Regions from separate parts of the Mus musculus genome. Here region 2 is linked to region 1. The links are chromatin contacts, called in public HiChIP or PLAC-seq maps. All regions are on one chromosome and are shown on one strand. Each heading gives the region's core, a stretch centred on a gene start, on an enhancer-like site or on the middle of the called end of the contact. The rest is flanking DNA. Distances are from core to core; before and after follow the strand shown. Region 1 holds the start of Accs (1-aminocyclopropane-1-carboxylate synthase (non-functional)). Region 2 has its middle 34 kb from the start of Gm39884.

Region 1 (2,763 bases), core at 111-2,610:
GGTTGCGCTCTCTCTCTCTCTCTCTCTCTCTCTCTCTCTCTCTCTCTCTCTTTCCTGGTTTTCCCCTGAGGTTGCCTGATGCTGGCCTTGAACTCTTGTCCTCAGGTGATCCTCTTTTCTCAGCCTCCCTAGTAGCTGGAACTAAGATATCTGCCTCTTCTTGCAAGCTGTGTATCATCCCTTGTGTCCTTATCCAGTTAAACACTTCAACAAACACAATCTGTTGAGGACCTGTGAGCACCACACCAGGCTGGCTACATAGAAACGAAGCTAATCTACTGTGGCTTTAGCTTGCAGCATTTCTGCATTTGTTTCTCCTTTCGGCAGCCTCAGGGATCACCAACAATCTTTCCCCCTGCTTGCTCACCTCAGTTTCAGAACACCAGGCTATTTCCCAAGCAGATCACTGCTACAGTTCTGGACTTCTTGTGTGATGGGTGGATAGGAGCAGAAGGTGGTGGGAAGTGGGGGTGGGGGTGAAAGGGGAGTAGGAGTTACAAGTGCAGGCACTCCTGGATCCTGTCTCTACTCACAAAGGACACAAGGGCCGCAGAGGAGGGTCTCCTGCCTACCAAAATGTAGGAGCCTCCTAAGGATTCCTCTGTCATGCCGCACCTGCGCTCTGGTGGACCAATAACCATCTCAAAGAATAACAGTGAGGACCTGAGGGCGATAAAGCACTCATACCAAACTCTGGCTAGTGGCCAAAAGTCTAAAATATGAATCACTCTATCACAAATGCTCTCTGATTTCCCTGTCTCAAGGTACAAGTCTTACTTGGTAGATGGTTGATGGGGACACAGAAAATGCCCTCCCCTCCCGCAGTTTACTTTTGTTTTGCAAATCTTGGGGTCCTCCCCAAGGTGGCGGGACTCAGCAAAGCACACGCCTGCTCCACCGATAGCCTAGATCCGAGGAAAAACATCACCAAATGCTCGGGCTGTGGACAACGCGGTACAGACCTAAATGCAGCCAGAACCCAGCAGGAGCTCAAGGCGCTGTAGTCAATCAGGCCTAGTGATCTCACCAGCCCAACCAAGACAACAAAGACAGAATGGTCTGCAGGGCCCGCCAGGGGTTTCCGGGCCTCAGAGACTTCCAGACCTAAGGGCAGGAAGCGATCAAGAGCACCGCGGAGCGAACCCGGCCCCTTCGGTGCACTGTGGCGGATACAGCACCTACTTTGGACCTTGGGTTTTCACGCGCGCGATATTCTCCGGATCGGACTTCCGTGATACCGGAGCAGCCTGCCCCCTGGCGATCTGGCGGGAACACAGGGAAGGAGTCTGTGCCCTGACTCCTGGTCACAGAAGAGGAAGCTCCGGTCTTCAGCACTTCCCTGTCTGCCAGAAACTGGAGTCCGAACTTAGAAATGGGAAAGAAACAGAGGGGTGGAGGATCTTGGTTAAGACAAGGCCACGCCCACTCCATTCCTTCTCTCATTGGCTGAGCTCAGATACCTCTAGCTTTTCGGACACACTTGCTCAGAGCCGCTGAAACACCAATCTTCCTGGGCATTACCTAAGCATGAGATCTCCCCGCCATCTATTTGTAAAGGCTTCTCTCAAGGCCCGGAAAAAAAAGATTTACAAAAGAAATATAGAAAAGTATCGACATGTATATGTATATTCATATGGCCATGGGAACACCCAGGAATGAATAGCTCTCAAAGGGGGACTTCTTTGAATTCCAGTCTATACTAAATAGATTTTTAGAGATGTGAGGAGACAAAGGAAAAACTTCAATTCCAGGTACTAGAAAAAAATGCAAGAAAGCAACGAGAAGTTGTAAGTCGTTTTCACTGTGTGCCTGCAGAGGCATGCCAAATTGAGTGCAAATACCAAATCGAATAACTCCACCTCTTATAGTTATGCTAGGAAACAACCTCTTGTCAAACACAGACCAGGAGGCTCAGACCGATAGATAACGATCTATGCAAATATAATACTGCCACCTATAAGCCTCCCAGAGTCAGGAGCATAATCTAGGTAGTTTAACAGTGGCTATGCTCACACAGGAGACACTGCGCGCCAGTGATGGCTAAGTTGACAAGGTAGCATGCCTCCGTAGTTCCAATCTGTCACAGAAGTTGTGGTGGTTTGGATGAGAATGCCCGCCCCCAGGCTTATGTTTTTGAATATTTGGTTCCCGTTTGGTGGACTGTTTAAGAATTATAAAGTGTGCTTTTGTTGGCAAATGTGTGGCCTTTGAGGTTTCAAAAGCCACGCCCCGTCTCTTTCTCTGCCTTCCGCCTGAGGATCATGTAAGTTCTTAGCCACTGCTGCAGCACCATGCCTGCCTGTCACTGCACTCCCCTCTGGATCTGTAAGCAAGCCCCTAGGTAAATGCTCCTTTTTATAAATGTCCTTGGTATGGGTCACTCTTCCAAGAAAAACACCAAGACCTATTGAGGTGCTTACTAAGGACAGAGGAAATACAGAAGAGTAGGAGAGGAAGGTAGTTATACACACCAGCTCAAACCAACTGCTGAAGTGAGGATTGTGATCGACGTGACCGTTTCTGTCACATTGTGTTAAGACTGTGTTTGTACAGATATTTGTTTTCTTTTGTCAAATCCCTTATCATGTAATGCTAACATCAAATTAAGATAATATCAGTGGTTGTCATATTTAAGTTATGAGATACTCAAAGAATGCCCCTCAAGGGAATATTGCCACCTGTTCTAAAATACATACCGTGTTTACGGCTGTACATGAGATGGTTACATCATGTTAGGCATAGTCATGACCTCATTTTTTTCAC
Region 2 (2,778 bases), core at 180-2,679, 58 kb after region 1:
AGACGCCAGCTGCATCTGGAACTGACAGCAGGCCAGCAGAAAACCTTTCACAGGCCTTTGCTGGCAGCAGTGGAATCAGTAGCAGGCAGCCTCTGGGCTGGGCACCTGTAGTCCTTCCCCACAGCCAGGATCAGCCACAACAGGGACCCAGACACCACATCTCATCCAGCCCTGACTCCCAATTCACAGAAGGACAGACAGAGAGGCCCAGAGCAAAGCTAAACAATGGGAGGCTAACTGAACCCACATTCACCTCGCCCAACAACACCGTCTGCTCCCAGATTCTCAGAAAGTCCCACAGGCCTTAGGTATAGAAATCAGTGCCTGGGTAGGCTCGGAAAGGAAGGGAACTCCTGCTGGGTGCATCCCTACAGGCATTCAGGGATATGCAATCAATTGTCCCAGGCTCAGCCATGCCATGGCATGGCTATATTTTCCTAGAGAGCTCTCATTTTCTCATCTTTTAGGACAGTGAGGAAACACACTGCCACAGCCACAGAGGCTTGTCATGCATACCATGAAATGAATCCACACTGCAGACCTAGACAGGTTTCTGCACTTAACAGGGAGAGGCCCAGCCAACATGCAAACAAAGGATATATAGGATACCAGTTGAGTTATCTACATGGCAAAGGCAAGCTGTGCTGAGGTGCATCTGGTAGACAGAAGGATGGGTGGTGGTCCCTGGCTCTGAGCAGGTGACATTTAGGCTGAGCCAAGAAAATAAGAAAGAATAAGGAAGTCTCAGGGGTGGTGGGGGTGGGGAGAGGTGGGGGAAGGCAGGGAATACTGTCATTCACCCTGGGAGAGACCTGTCAGGCCAGACAACACCAGTTTCCTTTTGACTGGAACACAGATCATGTCTTGGAAGTACCACAAAGCCAGACAAAGGTAGCATGAGGATTTCTATGCCTTAAGATTAGGCTTTCCTCTGGATAAAAGGGTGAACTCTGGCGGGATGAGAGATGGAGGCAGGAAGATGTGTTGATGGCAGCTCGAACCAGACTATCTGAAGAGAGTCTGGGCTGGTTAGGGCGACCGGCTCAGCAGAGGAGTCAGTGAGTGTTAAGAGAGGAATGCAGAATGACTCCAGTTGTCCTATGTTAATAGCTGTGTGGCTGCCTTTCCCAAGACTGTAGAAAGTGAAATGAAGCCAGCAGCCAGCCTCAGGCAAGCCAAGGCTGGACAGACCTGTGTTGCCCAAGGGTCTGGCTAAGTGGGCAGTTAACAACCACGGCCATCACATTTACATATGCCTCTCTTGGTTACTGTGGGCTTTCCTACCACACCGAGGTGCTGGAGGGCAGGTACCCAGATTCTAGGCTCCTGGCTCTGTTCTCAGCAAGAGAATGCTCAGTGCTGGGCCTGTGGGCAGCTCATAAGTATTTATGAGCAAGCAATATGCTCAGAAGCCGGAACCAGAGTGATGTTCACAGCCAGCTCCAGGGCCTGCCTGCTGGTCCCCCTGGGAGACTCCATCCTGGGACTGCTCTTTCCTACCTCTGTTGCTCAGGCTTCCCAGCTTCCTGCCAGGAAATGCAGCCCCAGGCTTAAATCATTAGCTGGAACCTCCTCTCACAGCCAGCTTCTGTTTGCAACAACACTTTGCCTCTGCTAACTTGAAGGATGCTTCAGTTCGCCCTGGGTGGCACACTGAAGCAGAAAAGTGTCAGAGAGGTGCTTGCGCAGCAAGGAGGGGACCACAGGCCTCCCGTCACCTGCTCCACAAGGACACTGCATTTAAAATAAACCACAGTAAAGCATCTAAGAAGAAGAACTCTGCCTTTCTCCACCCAGGCTGCTTAAGAAAACACCACAGGCTGGTGCCGTAAACAACATAAAGCTGTTCCTCCCAGTCCTGGAGGCTGCAAGCCTGAGATCCTGGCGCCAGCACCTGGATAGGACCTGCTTTCTGCCCTACATAGATGGGGGGTCTTCTCTGGAGACCTCGGATTGTGGAAGCAGGGCTGATGGGTCTCTTGAGCATCCTGTAAAGACAGTGCTCTGCTCGCAAGCTCCACCCCTAACATAATCAGGTCCTAAAGGCCCTGCCTCCCAATCCCACAATCTTTCAGGGTAGAGATGGGGATGGGGATTAAGGTCCTGATGGGTGAATTGGGAAAGGGACAGGGGACAGCCTGGAGCTGAGAGTGAATGGTGATTGATAGCTATTGTAACCTTTGCCCAAGGAGAGCACAGGGCTAGTCCCAGGGCACCCAGGTCACATAAGGAGTGAACTTGAACACACAGCCCTCCCCAGCCTTTGAATGGGAGTCCCTAGAGGCTTAGCCTCCTGTCTTGAGACTTCCAGGTTCAAGCATATTCCATGCTACAGGCACTTTCTGTTCCTGATTATTTAAGACCTAATGCAGAAGTTCTGAACCTTTCTAATGCTGTGACCCTTTAGTACAGCTCCCCATGTTGTGGTGACCCCCAACCATTAAAAATCATTTTCATGGCTACTTCACAACTGTAATGTTGATGGTGTTATGAATCTTAATGTAAATATCTGGCAGGATACCTGATATGCGATCCCAACAAAAGGGTTGTTCATAAGGGGCTGAAACCCACAGGTTGAGAACCCTTGCCCTAATGAAAAGCATTCACTGCACTTCATTGGGCAGCTCTGGAGCCTCAGTTTCCCCATTTGGCAAATGGGGAGTTGCATGCAATGTGGCCAATCCCTTGAAGTTTTAAAAACAAAAAACTGAGAGTCTCCCTCATCTCTGAAGCCCAGCTCTGAAGGCTCCTCAGGAGGACCCGAAGACCCCGGATTAA

Evidence for each region. HiChIP or PLAC-seq counts read pairs in DNA pulled down with a chosen protein or histone mark.
Region 2: an H3K27ac HiChIP or PLAC-seq map of microglia shows a contact between it and region 1, with 3 times the contacts expected there. The contact joins the enhancer-like site here to the promoter of Accs in region 1. A contact is called at or near these places in 1 of 39 promoter capture datasets (macrophages), 1 of 484 Hi-C or Micro-C datasets (the F1.1 cell line), 3 of 115 datasets of contacts at active chromatin or transcription factors (bone marrow-derived macrophages, embryonic stem cells and microglia) and 2 of 9 other capture datasets (adipose tissue and pancreatic islet).

What each region holds. Positions count from the first base shown.
Region 1 is chr2:93,848,583-93,851,345 of GRCm38.p6, forward strand. It overlaps Accs (1-aminocyclopropane-1-carboxylate synthase (non-functional)), which reads right to left and starts at 1,361. Exons shown (of 15, transcript NM_001290782.1): 1 at 1,183-1,361.
Region 2 is chr2:93,906,597-93,909,374 of GRCm38.p6, forward strand. It overlaps a transcript of Accsl not described here. Among named protein-coding and RNA genes, the nearest start is that of Gm39884, 34 kb to the right of the region's middle. Within about 2 kb of position 1,430, at least 76 of the 459 cell types and tissues checked have an H3K27ac peak or open chromatin away from gene starts, as enhancers often do. A contact at or near this core is called in microglia, where this site is marked.